2 separate regions of the Dromaius novaehollandiae genome follow, and region 2 is linked to region 1. The links are chromatin contacts, called in public Hi-C maps. All regions are on one chromosome and are shown on one strand. Each heading gives the region's core, a stretch centred on a gene start, on an enhancer-like site or on the middle of the called end of the contact. The rest is flanking DNA. Distances are from core to core; before and after follow the strand shown.

Region 1 (7,006 bases), core at 2,427-4,926:
ACACGAGCAGAAAATCTGACCCAGTATCTGGAGGAACTTGGATTAGGTCCACGAGTTCAGCAGCGAACATTTCCATAGGCCCTATGCCATCTAGTGCACCGCCCAGCCTTTTTATTCCAGTTCCCTTTGGAGAAGAGTTAATGCCTGTTAGCAAATAAAATCTCATTGGTAAGATTAGCTCACGTGAACTGTCATCACTCCAGTGCAGAGCATTTATACCACGTGACTCACACTAACGTAGTAACACATAATGGCAGAAACATGGAAAACTCGGTTGACAGTTCTTGGGAAAAGAAGTCTCCTATTTTGCTTTGCCCTTATTGATTCGTTTGTTCGTGATATTTGCTTGTGATATTTGTTCGTGAGCTCACAAATCCCTCCAGAAAAGGATGAGTGAAAGTGTAGCAGCTAGTGTGCTTCCAAAGTACTTTCTATGCCTACAGATATATAGAATAAGCCACCAGATGACTTCCAAGACAGACAAACACCAGGCAACCACATTCAAGATAGAATAAATATCCTTATTTTTATTCCATATCTACTTCTGAGCTAGCACATTAAGCCTCGCTTGGAATCTGTATTTTAAGCAAAAGTCCACTAATGTAACGTTAGCTAGACCTCTCAGGATTTTGAGATATATTTCTTACAATTTTTCAGAAATATTCTGTGAGCATTTTGGGAGGGGAACTAATTGGCTTAGTAAACCGGAGGCAAGCCAGAAACGTCTGAAGCCAGTTACAAGCCTATCGTGATGATAAACAGCCCAGGGTCCAGATGTCCATATATGGCAAGACTTCCTATAAGACTGACAGTCCTGTATGTGCATTGCGTATGGTTCTTGGATCAGATTCACATTCCTCGGGTATGTTTCTCTGGGAGCTTTTGATTTCCGCTTTGAGGGCTGGCTCAGACCTCCAATTGCTCTTATAAGAAAATATCTGTGACTGAAAGTTGAAAATGTGCAAGATTCTTTCTTTAAGTACACAAACACTCCAAGTCTAGCCACTTTCCTGCAGTCTTGCCAGGTTTTCAGTATGTCTGATACCTGATCAAGTGACTTTTTGGAGAGAAGGGAAAAAAAAAAAAAAGAGGAAGGAAAAACACAAGCAGAGAATGCAGCATATCCACACCTGTACATTTTACAAGACTTCACCAAAGGAACTGTACCAACCAAAGCTGATGTAGGCACACACATATCGTATATAGCTGTGTAAATAAGTCTGCAAGGACAGTGTAGTGAATTCCTAATTTCAGCAGAAAAAATATACTATCTTAAAAGCATGTGCTGTATAAACACCTGCATGGAAGTCAAAATTAGTGCATTTTAACCATTTTATGCATCAGCTCCAAGATGTACTTCTCCCACTCATGACACGTTGTTAGCAGTAAGGATTAGCTCAAGACAAATTCCATTCGTAAAGAACGACCTTTGCTTCCGGGTTACCTCCTCCCCCGTGCGCACATGTCCGTGGATACACATGGTATTTGGTGAGTCATATTTAACAGCACAGGAACCAAAATGACAAACCTGATGAGCTCTGATTCTTGTTCAATTTCATTGGTTGGAGCAACTTTTAATTCAGTGAGTTAATTAATTCCCAATTTACAGTGGTGGAAGACCAGAATTAGTTCTGAAGGCCAAACGTCTATTTAAGTCTTTTTTCTCAGGGCTGCAAGCGGACAGGGATTGCTGTACTGGGCCCACAGTGTGAAGAGTTAGGACAGATTTATCTTTTAATTTTGGATTTCCTGGCTTTCTGGTGGTTTGTTACTTTTAAACATACTTTTTCTGTCAGTGAGATTCTTAGGGTTTTGTTTAATAAAATTGTTTCTCTGAAAAAAACCTCTTACATGGAAAGTTATAAAACATGTCTAGAGCCTCTCTCTCTGATGTTCTCCTACCATATTTAGGCATTTAAAAAAGGCACTCTGTTTACCTGGTTACATTTGCATTTTGGTATGCATGTCATACATAGTTTGGTACACACATTATTTACTCAACATTGAGGCCATCAGAATCTTTCAAGTAAATACAGATTTTGGGAGGCCCCATCAGTTTGGGAACATATATTATTTACCTTAACTGTTCCTCTGGTATTTGTTTTTTCAGATCCAATCTAATTTCTTTTAATGGAGATTTTCAAGTAGAAGAAATGACATCAAAGTGTCTTTACCAGCCAAAGAACAGTGCTTGCTGAATCTAAATACAGCTTTACAGTATAATATACCCTGAGGTTTTAAATGAAAGTATTTCCTTTTCCCTCAAGAACCCTGTGTACACATATTGCTGCATCATAGTGTGAAAGTATGCATGTGGATGGAGGAGTAGAAAGAAGGGGATTCTGACAGTGGCAGAAAGACTACGTGCAAAAGATTGTATCTGTTAAACATACCCCTCAAATTTCAATTTGCCTAATAAGATGCATTAAGCCTGTCTCTCTCATTAAACGCTGACATACTCCACAGGTCAAAAGCCAAAATGCAGGCATTCCTTGTGTTAAAGCAGAGGTCAAACAACATGACATCACTGAATATTCAAATGACACATGGGGAGGTGGGAGGAAGAACCATCCTTCGGGTTAAAAAAAGAAAACCACAACAGTTATCTGTAATGATTTAATACAAACCACAAAGCTTAGGTTTGGGGTTTGGTCAAATACAAACCACAATGCTTAGGTTTTGGCAGAACAGGGTGACATGCCAAGCTCTTCTTGTTGTAATCTTAGGCTGGATAATCAGCAAGATCAGGAAGCAGGGATGTGCTAAGAATGTGTTGCTCAGAAATGACAGCTGCACACAGGCAGTGGGAAAATAATAGCCATTTCTTCCATGCTTCAGACTCAGTTCTTTGTGCCAAATATTTCAGAGTAAATAGGCACTCTCTCTATTCATAGAGAGCATCTATTAGGAAAGGAACACATTACAAATATTCGGTATGATTCAGTAGTACACAGAGTCAATTTATATCCTGTAGTGTAATTATACCTTTTTTGGTAGTGACAAAATGCTCAGAATATTCATTGCTCAAAATCTGGTACTCCAAGGTGAAAGCCCTGCATGTAGGCAGGAAGGCCAGCCAGCAATCCTCCAAAGATATCAGCAGGCATCAATCCACCTTTGGAAGTTACCAGCATCTTGTACTTTCTAGCCAGGGGAGGGAAGAGGGGGGAGTGAAGAGAAAAAGGCAAAAAAAGGAAGAAAGAAAGAAAGAAAAATAAAGAATTCCCATGGTCCTTCCTAGCAACCATCCCCACCACCTCCCTCACCCCCTTCCCTCGCTGCAACCGGCTGCCTGTCACAGCACTAACGGCGTGTGCTAAATCGCACCCACCATCGGCCCGAATTTGTTTAGAAAAATAATTCAATATCGAGGAACAGGCTCCCCTCTAAGGGAGGGAAGGGGGGAGCAAAGAGCCGCCGGCAGCGGTGAGTCATATGCAAAAAAAAAAAAGATGATTAAAAAAATAAATAAAAAAGCGCCGGGGCGGGGGGGGGGATGCCGGGGCGAGCGGGGAGCAGCGCCGTGCCTGCGCGCCAGGCCGCGCAGACGGCAGGAATGCGGGAGGCAGGGGTCAGGGCCGCTGGGGGCGGCGCGGCGCGGGGCGGGGCGGCGCGGCGCGGCGCGCAGGAATGCGCGGAATGTCGCTGTTTGTCCGCGGCCCCATTGAGCCCATTGGCGAGCCCGCGCCGCCGCCGCGTATAAAGCGGCGCCCGCCCCGGCGCTCCGCAGTCAGCCGCACCGCCACTCTCCCGCCGCGCCGCACCGGGAGCAGCAGCAGCAGCAGCAGCAGCAGCAGCAGCGACAGCGACAGCGACAGCGTCAGCAGCAGCGCCGACCCCCGCCCGCCCCGCCGACGGACACCGCGCAGCGCCGCCGAGGAGAAGCGCCCGGCCGGCACCTCGCCTCGTCTCACCTCGGCTCAGCCCTCCGCCGCCGTCCGCCCGCAGCCCTCCGCCGCCGCGGCATGGCCCCCGCCAGCTTCGCCGTCGCCCTCCTCCTCGCCCTCCTCAGCCCGGTAAGTGCCCGCCCGGCCCCGGCCCGCCGGGCACGGCCCCGGCCCCGGCCCCGGCCCCGGCCCCGGCCCGCCGGGCACGGCGGCGCCGCTGACGCCGGCCCTCTCTGTCCCCCTCGCCGCCGCAGGAGGCGCGGAGCCAGGAGTGCGGAGGGCAGTGCCAGTGCGGCCCCGGGCCCGGCCCCGTCTGCCCCGCCGGCGTCTCCCTGGTGCCCGACGGCTGCGGCTGCTGCCGCGTCTGCGCCAAGCAGCTGGGCGAGCTCTGCACCGAGCGCGACCCCTGCGACCATCACAAGGGGCTCTTCTGCGACTTCGGCTCCCCCGCCAATCGCCGCATCGGCGTCTGCACCGGTGAGTGGGGGCCCGGGGGCGCGGGGGCCGCGGGAGCGGGGTGCCCGAGGGGCCGCTCCGCGCCGCACTGCCCCCCAGCGCTGCCACCTCACGCTGCCCTCCTGCCCTCGCAGCTCGCGACGGCGCCCCGTGCGTCTTCGGCGGCATGGTGTACCGGAGCGGCGAGTCCTTCCAGAGCAGCTGCAAGTACCAGTGCACCTGCCTCGATGGGGCGGTGGGCTGCGTGCCCCTCTGCAGCATGGACGTCCGCCTGCCCAGCCCCGACTGCCCCCACCCGCGGAGGGTGAAGCTCCCCGGCAAGTGCTGCGAGGAGTGGGTGTGTGATGAGGCCAAGGAGCAGACCGCCGTGGGACCCGCACTCGCTGGTGAGTGGGGATCCTTCCACACATGGCAGGTGGGACAGGCACCCTGCAGGGAAGACGATGGTAGTCAGGCTGGCTGACACGGGGAGGGAGGGGTGCAGCAGGAGCATGGTAGTGAGTGGGGGCATCCCAAAGGTAACTGTTGCTGCCTGAATTTCTCCAGAAAGGGAAGAGGGCCTTTAGCAGGGTAGGAGTGCAGATGGTGATCTCATCCTGTGTGTCCTCTGCAGCTTACAGGCTGGAAGACACGTACGGCCCAGACCCAACGATGATGCGTGCCAACTGCCTAGTGCAGACCACTGAGTGGAGTGCTTGCTCCAAGACCTGCGGCATGGGCATCTCAACCAGGGTCACCAATGATAATGCCTTCTGCCGGCTGGAGAAACAGAGTAGACTTTGCATGGTCAGACCTTGTGAAGCGGACCTGGAGGAGAACATCAAGGTAAACAGTCTCATCTTTAAAGAATGGTCTGCTAGGGCAAAGACCCAGTGTCTTACCAAGAAAATGTACGCTTCTGACAGGGAGTCAGTTTCAAGTGACTTACCTTGAAAAGTAGTTGCCCCAGCAGTGAATATTTAACTATTAAATGCCCTTAATTATCTCACACTGTGTTACAGCACTGTGTAGAACAATTGTGCTTGAGAGGAGAACTTAAAAAGGATTAGTGTGTCTGCCTGCTCTTAGCATGAAAACTTAGTGCAATGTCAAAGTCTGTCTTCTAAACACATTGTATTCACTTCCATCCTAACAGAAAGGCAAAAAGTGCATTCGCACCCCCAAAATCTCCAAGCCCATCAAGTTTGAGCTGTCTGGCTGCACCAGCGTGAAGACCTACAGAGCTAAGTTCTGTGGTGTCTGCACTGACGGGCGCTGCTGCACACCCCACAGAACAGCCACCCTCCCCGTGGAGTTCAAGTGCCCTGATGGGGAGATCATGAAAAGGAGAATGATGTTCATCAAGACCTGCGCATGCCACTACAACTGCCCTGGAGACAATGACATCTTTGAGTCTCTGTACTACAGGAAGATGTATGGAGACATGGCATAAAGCCAGAAGTAGACGCTAACTAGATTCTCAACTTGAACTGATTTGCATCTCATTTTGTAAACACGATTCAATAGCACAAGGTATTTAAATCTGTTTTTAAGTTCAACAAACTGCTCCATGTGACTTAAGACAATTTGTCTGCTGACCCCAAACGGTGGTCAGGAGGAGAAGGTAAAATGGACAGTGGGACCACAGCAAGACACAACTTCTGAACATGCTGTTCATGAGGTGGTGTGAAGGGGTTAAGGGAAACATGCAGGAAAACCAGATCCAAACAGATGTTCCCTTAATGTGGTGCCGCATGTTTCACCTAGTAGTGCAATTGAGGAGACTCTTAGCATGTTTGCTGACATGGGTTTGGTGACAGCAAGAGCTGGAGTGCAAACCCTCAAGCAGCAACGTGCTATGCCGAAGGTGTCCTGTTAGTCAGGACAGTAATGTTTCCGCTTTGACGCTCTGATTCCTATGGCTTGGTCAACAAGAATCAGAATCATGTCTATTAGACTGGACAGCTTGTGGCAGTTAATTTACCTGTAACAAGCTACTTTTTATTAATATTGTAAATACTGTGTGTATATATATTTGTACAGTTATCTAAATTAATTTAAAGTTTTGTGCCTTTGTTTAATGCTTTGATATTTTAATGATAGCCTTTTTTTGGAACAAGATAGGTAGGATCTAAAGCTTCTTTGACAATGCATTCAAAGCAGGAAATGGATACTCTAGTGGAAATTGTTCAGATAGGGTGAAGTGGTGAATTGAAATGGAGATTTGTTAGCATTGAGGTGCCTGTATCCTTACCAAGCACTCATCTGTTTAGCAAAATACATTTACCTCAGCTTTAATGAAGAAGTGGCTTAGAGGAAAATAGCTCTCTTGTAGCTAATTGGTCTTTCCACTCAAGAGCATTTGTTTCTTTCTTTGACTATGGCTATTCATTGGACAGTTTATGTGTTGAGAAGTGTGACCAAAAGTTACATGTTTGCACCTTTTTAGTTGAAAATAAAGTATTTATATTTTTTATATAAATGACTTGGCATTTCCTTTATCTTTAATTCTCACTATTATCTGACATGCCTCTCAAAGGGGGTTGCTTTGCACTAGCTAAACTCAAGTATTACCTGTTTTCTTTGTCCAGAAGCACATACACTCAGATGTAAACTTCATGACTTAAGATCACCCATTACTTCTGTTTACAGCAAGCCAACTACAGTTTATTACTCTTCTGAAT
Region 2 (6,925 bases), core at 2,403-4,902, 150 kb before region 1:
GTTTGTCTGAATGAGAACGAAGATTCAGAGTATCTAGCCCTACATATCCATGGGCTGTCACCACAGGGATCTGTGAAAGACTGCAATGGCAGCAGTGGCAGCACTGGCAGACAACTGAAGTTCAAAACTCCTCCCTGCTTCCAATTCAACTACCTTTCCCATTAGCCTCTGTTCTCATTAACATACCGTGCTTTGTAATTCGAAATGTTGTGCAGTGACAGAGCAAACACGGGTTGCTCTGGTGGCAGGTGCAGGCATTTTAACGGGGCCCAGCTTGCATCGTCAACCTTCTGGCAGACATCACTTGGCACTTCTTCAGCATCGCTTATCAGTACCAAGCCAGATTTCTGTGTGTCCTCTGCCCTATTGCTGCTGTTACTCAGAAGTGTATTTGGTAGCTATCAAAGGTCCCAGCTGGGATCCAGGCCCTGCTGTGATGCAGCTAGGCAGGCAGCCCCAGTCTCTGTATTACAGAGGTGAGTGGCTTTATGGTTACAATCCACATTCCTGCTCACTGTCTCCGCAGGTTGGTGCGTTTCTTGTTTTCTTGGAGTAGCTTAGTGAGATAAAACTTGGGTTGGTGGAAACTAGCACAACTCCACAAATGATACAGTTCTGTAACTTTTTATAGGAAATGGAAACCTTGCAAATAAGGTACAAATATATTTCCACAGAAAGGTTTGTGTATCATCTTGTAAACAGATCAAAGCTGTCTGATTGACTCAATCTTCATCTTGTTTCTAGATGTAAGTTACCCACAACTGAAGTAATATCACAAGATTTAGCTAAACAACTGGAGATTTATGATTAGCAAATGCTAAAAGCAATATACTCCTGGGGAATATTTTGTGTAAACCATGAATCCATCTTATAGTTTAAACAGTTGGCCCACTGATAAAGTGGAAGTCTGCCTTAGGTAATTTGTGAGCAGACAGTAGTGTCAGATCAAATAGATCAGTAATTTGCACTTCTGCAGCAGAAAATTATGAGAGATGCAGGAAAGGGTGTTTTCAGCTAGTTACACTTGTCTGATTTGGTCAGTCCACTGTTATACTTCTAAAAGAGCGTAGTGTTGATCTGTTGGCTCCAGCTACCCACTGAGACAATTGTAATTCTGAACACTTTGTGCAACCAGCTGACCATGGTAGCAGGGACAGAGCAGAGATCATCTTGCTCCAAATACAGGCAAGTATAGATAGCACTTAGCTAAAGGAGAATCTTCATTCACAGCAATGTCAAAAATGAGTCATTATAGCTGAGCACACCCATTTAGTAGGGTTACTTCACTACAACATATACAGCACAGGCGTATGTACCTCACAAAAATAGTGAAAGTGTTGAGATCAAACTGTAAGGCTATGTATACAATTATAACCATGAATATCTTGTGGCTCTGCATTATGACACAAAGCTTGCCTTTAACAATATGATAGACCATGGAACTGTTCATTAGAATAGACCACAATGCCAATATTAGAAATAAAGAGCAGGGCATACTTGTTTGACCCAGCTTTTCCTAATTAGCATTTTACTCACATACAGTCAATCTCACTTTCCTAAAATGTACTCCTTTTTGTATTTTAGTGGTTGTCTTTTGATTAGTTTAGAAGTGCACAGCTATCACTGCAGTGAGAAGTAGGGTAATAGGCATTTCATTTGATCTATTGAGTACACAGGAACATGAAGCCTCTCTTGCCAGGAGTGCCAAAGAAAAAATGAAATGACTGAATTGCCTCACTGATTAAACACCATGCAATATATACCCAGCAGCTCCATCTGGGTCTTGCCACTTGTAGAGCACATTATGAGAACACTACAGGAAATGGTGAGATTGTTACGGTGGGGTTTGAATAGCATCCACACAAATCTGGGAAACAGTTGATCTCCTTTCAAGAATGAGAAGGTTACCACCCAAACTTAGGTCTAATGCTTAAAACTGAGCAATAGAAAGTAATTTCTATAACTACTGTTTGAGGGAAAAGAATAAATGTATGTAGAGTGAATTAAGAAAATGTCTGGTAACATTGCTTTGAGGGAAGATAAAAAGAGGAAAGCCGAGAGTGTACTTTTGGGCAGAATGCTTTTGGGAGAGAAGCTTTCAAACAGTGAGCAAACACCGTTTCATGCTGTTGTGCTCCACTGTGTTCAAAGAAAAGCAGGACTCTTTGTGCACTTTGTTACTGAAGGAATTGAAGCAGAGAAATACATGAATCCATCACCAAATTTTCCTTCTCCTTGGAGACCCATTCCCAAGTCAGGAAATCTGCTAACTTTTCAAGTCAGGAGAGGTAACAATATGTTCTCTCTCGTAACACCACATCCTTCTTTGCCTTTTGCCTCATTAATAACCAAATCTGCCAGAGCATGCTACTTAAGAACTCTTTTAACTTCTTAACATACCCATTGCCTTTCATGCAGATATTTCCTGTGCTGAAACTGTGCTAGACAGATTTCTGAGAAATCTCCATCTGTTATATGACACGCTGAACACCATGAGGTAGCTAAATTCCTTATCGAGTCTGACTTGTCAACAAGATGACTCTGCAGACAATATGCAAGACTGAGTGTGCTGGACTTCAGCAGGCACTTTACCATGGAAGGACGCTTGCTTTTAGATGAGCATGGCTCCACGGGATGGCAGAGAGTCTGTGCCACTTTGTAGCCTTGTCTTTGGGCTGTCAGTGGCCTGGATTCGCACTGAGCAGTCTGGCATCAAAGGGTTTTTTTTTTCCCTTCTGTGAAAAGTTTTGTAAGATGAGCTAGAAAAGTCAAAACTGCTGAGGCAGTGATAAGAACTTTTGTTCAGGAGAAAACTGCCTCTCAATATTTGTTTGCCCATCAGTTGGTAGAAGAGGAGTCTACCCAGATCAAGGACTTTGGAGTGCTACTAGAAATCAGTAGCCACATAAGCTCCTGATTATGAAAACAGTGAGGCACAGCTGCTTTGTATCTTTGAAAGATGGTTAAAATGTTATCTTTGAAAGGTGGTACCAAATAGATGTTAACAGGAATCTACCAGATGATTAGCTCTCTGAAAAATCAGATCACCCTTGAGACAATCTAAAGAAGTTTTTTGCCTGCCTAAATATAAATAGCCAAAGTGAAAATCTTGGCTTAGTCAAGTTTAGCATATTAAAAACTGTGTCAGATACAAAAAAAACCTTAATATCTGATGCTGTAGTGCAGACGATTTCCAGAAAATCCAAGTAAAAATAAAGCCTTGTATCGCACATTTTAATATGTCTTATCCTTTCCTTCTGCAGCTGGGTGGCTGTCTCATGCAAATGCCAAGAATTAAAGTACAGTATGTACTGTACCTGTAGCTTATGCATCTATTATTTGTGCAGATTTTTTCCAGGAGTAGATCATTTTGGGCAAGAATTGGTTGCCAGCTAGGAAAGGAGAGAAGGAAAAACAAAATAATGTCCCTTAGGGTGGGTGGTACTGGTAAGCAGAACATTACTAGTCTGTGCAGGCGGCAGGATCTGGGTTTGGTGCTGTCACTAAGGACTCTGAGCATGTCAATAGAAAAGAACTATTATGGGAGCCACAAGTCCAGCATGCAATTAGGGTTAGGTAAAGGGCTTGAGTAATCATGCAATGGTTTCTGTTATATAACTTGCAAGATTGTACCCAGGGAACAGAGACGTAACTTAATACTACAGCAGCAGTTAATGCTGTGACTGCCCAGGGTCAATTGCTAGTTCCATTATAAACCTTGTTTTGCAGTTAATTTATAACCCAGACACTTTAATTCACAGCAGGCTAAAACTTGGCACATGCACTTTTTTTTCCGCGTTGAAAGCTTAAATTAATTAGATAACAATAATAATATAATTATAATCATTGTTATCATTAATTTAGATCCAGACCATTCAAAACAGCGAAAGAAGCTTGATGGTTTTAGACTTGTATTTTCTTCACTTAACAGAGGTTTAGTTTATATCTCAAAGGACACATTAAGTCAGTCACTGTACTGGAAGCCTTTTCCTTTGTAGTCTATTTGCTATCTACTGTTTTGCTTAATATGCATTTAATTTAAATCCTATTAATTAATATTTATTAATTCAGGTTCCCAATATCTAATAATGGATCATTTCAAAGAAGCACTAATTTTGTTGTCTCATAAGATTCATCTTTTTCTTTCTTGTTATACAGAGTATTTTCCATTCAGGTTAGTTTGTTGGCAGTGTTAACTGCAGTGTTAGCTTTGCAGTAAATTTTTTTTTCAGTTGTCATGTAGTTACAGATTTTTACTACCATGCCAGTCAATTGTAAAAATTCTAAGTATGTGGAAAGACTTTATTTGAGCCCCATAGTATCTCCCTTTGTAATGTACTTTTGTTATAATTACCTTTATTACTTTATTAATTATTTTGGTGGCATCCAGCCCACAGTAAAAATAGGAACTTTCCTGAACTTGGTGGTCTTGTGTAAAGCAAAAAAACCCCAAACCACAACAGAAGTTTTGTTTGATGAAGACGACAGAATTTGATACATTATATAATCATTTGATTACTCCTTCCCTATGGTCCTGAGCAAAGCTGCATTGTCACAGGGGAGGTCTAGGGGGTGGTGTGCCTCACAGCTCGTCCTCAGAAGAAAGCTGTAATTGCTGTGGGCACACAACATACCTCATGATAACAAGTCTCCCTCAGCTTAATACTGTGGGAGCTGTAAGCCAAAGCTTTAACCTATCTCTACCCCAATTGCACCATTTGGGAATATCAGGTGTAGTCAGGGCATAGGTTTAGGTGAAGTTTTGTGCTATTCTCCTCAGGACAATCATGAACTTGGCCACAGAAAATAAAGACCAAGGACCAATGAGCCAACTTGGCTCATTATTCCCACTCTTTTGCTAATTTATGGAACTGCATGATTCCATAACCATAACTGCACTTAAAAACCATGGCTTCATCAGTCTTTATCACAAAATAGCTAGATTTTTCTCCCCTTTTTTGTATCAAGCAATGCACTGTTCTCAGTCTTATTAGGTTCAGTGGCACTACTCGCATAAGGCATGTGGAGTAGGACCACTTTAAGGTCTGCATATGATAGTAGTTCCAGGATGAACTTGTAAACTGGAGATCATTATTGCACATAAAATTTTTCAGTTGAATTGAGTTGGCTCATTTGATTCAGTTTTAGCCCTTATCCTTGAGAGTTATTAAAAACAAAATGAGCTTTGTAAGCATGACTACTAAACGTCATCACAGTATTCAGGGGAAGATTATGTGAACTAAGTGGCTGGAGGGTTATCCCAAATCGTATTATGGAGCTTTCATGTTTATACGCTGCATAAATTTATAACAGTTATCTTAGCAAAAAACATGTAAAGGATTATTTACAGGGTTTTAAGAAGTGGAAAAAAAAGAGGCATTTTGCTTTCAAACAATTCTTCTGTGTTAGTGTTGTATCACATCCCTCCATCCCCTTGCAAAGTGTTTTGTTAATTACATCTTACTTATTGTAACTATTAAACTGCTGTGCATGTTTACACTTAATATTCTGCAAACTTACAGAAAAAGGAAAGCCAGGCATTTACAATAAAAGAAACAAGCTTTGAGTGCTAGGTGGCAAACATCAAGGGGAAAAGTAAAGAGAAGAAAGTTAGTCAAAAGCTGCATTTGGTCCCAGGAGACACTTCATTTGGTTTTTGTTCATATTCCAATGTATTATAACATTATTGGAGATAACTTCATATGTCAAATGTCACTTAGAAACCACATATTTTCTTTAGCATTATAGGTTTCAAACCTGCCAGAGAGTCAATATTTATCAGAGACACTTCATTTAATATTTTTGTTTTCTACATAGCCTAATCCACACTCTAAAATTGAGAACTTAGTCAGCAGTGCACTTAGTCTACCTCTATCTGTAAAAGCATGTACCATTTCCAACTGCTCGCTGCTAAAAGCAAGACAGAGCTAAGGAGAATTATTAATTTATTGTTAAGTCTTGTGGTTTTGCAATGTATATATTATTGGACTTCACATGTCCAAAATCAGTTTTTGCTGGTGGTTTTGGTTCATGGTGGTTGTTTTGGGACGTTGAGTCTGTGAAATGCAGAGTTTGTACACATTGTTTAATAAGAATTATTAAGAAAAAAAAAGGAAGCTATCCCCTGTGTTACTTGATTTTAATCAGGTGCATTCAAATTCATTGCTCAGTCAAAGGTGCTTTCTCTAAAATCTACCATGATTTCGAAATGTTTTATTTTTAAGGGTAACAAAATCTTTTCAGAAGGAAAAAGAACCTATGCTCAACAACATTCTGAGTTGTCTTCATCTTGGTTTTCATTTGCTTTTTCATTTCTTGGTTTCAACTTGCATTAAAAATGCCAGAAAGGATCAAGATAGAATATAGCCCTGAGATTCCCAAGTGGCTAGATGGAAGAATTAGAAATCTCACCAAAATGCCTGTCCAATGCCTGACGAATTTTGCAGGCTAGCTGTTCCCAGGACTTACTGAAACCCATCTGAAAATCCATCTGAAGTCTTTGAAGACCTTCTGGAAAAATAATTAAAAAGAGTAAGTTGTTAATGACTCATTAACTCACAAATAACTACTTAAAAACTTATTCTGTCACTTGGTTGAATTGTCAGTAGTACTGTTTCCATTTTCCTTGATGGTAGTGTTTTGACATTTGGGATTCTCAGAATACAACATCAAGATCTGAATATAAATGTTACTGTTTTTTTTTTTTTTCTCCTGGCAAAGCAGTCATGTATTTTTTCCTTAACTGCCATCACTGTGTTTATTCTTGAAACATTCTGAATTCAGCATCTGAATGCAAGATCTATCTTTGATTGTGCAATGGCAGAACAGCAAGGGCTTTAAGCAGATGGGCACAGCCCAGAAACCTGGTGAAGAAGAGCCGTTACAGAGGTTTGTTGCCCAGATAGAACCCTTTTGCTGGTGGTTT

The links. Hi-C and Micro-C count contacts between places; a contact is called where the count stands out from the background.
Region 2: a Hi-C map of liver shows a contact between it and region 1, with 3 times the contacts expected there. The contact joins the enhancer-like site here to the promoter of CCN2 in region 1. A contact is called at or near these places in 3 of 4 Hi-C or Micro-C datasets (brain, liver and ovary).

What each region holds. Positions count from the first base shown.
Region 1 is chr3:61,971,241-61,978,246 of bDroNov1.hap1, reverse strand. CCN2 (cellular communication network factor 2) reads left to right here and starts at 3,676. Exons shown (of 5, transcript XM_064508986.1): 1 at 3,676-4,016; 2 at 4,142-4,364; 3 at 4,478-4,729; 4 at 4,957-5,168; 5 at 5,479-6,804. The coding sequence starts at 3,966. The coding sequence ends at 5,775.
Region 2 is chr3:62,118,413-62,125,337 of bDroNov1.hap1, reverse strand. No RefSeq gene overlaps it. Among named protein-coding and RNA genes, the nearest start is that of MOXD1, 120 kb to the left of the region's middle. Within about 2 kb of position 3,652, at least 2 of the 2 cell types and tissues checked have open chromatin away from gene starts, as enhancers often do.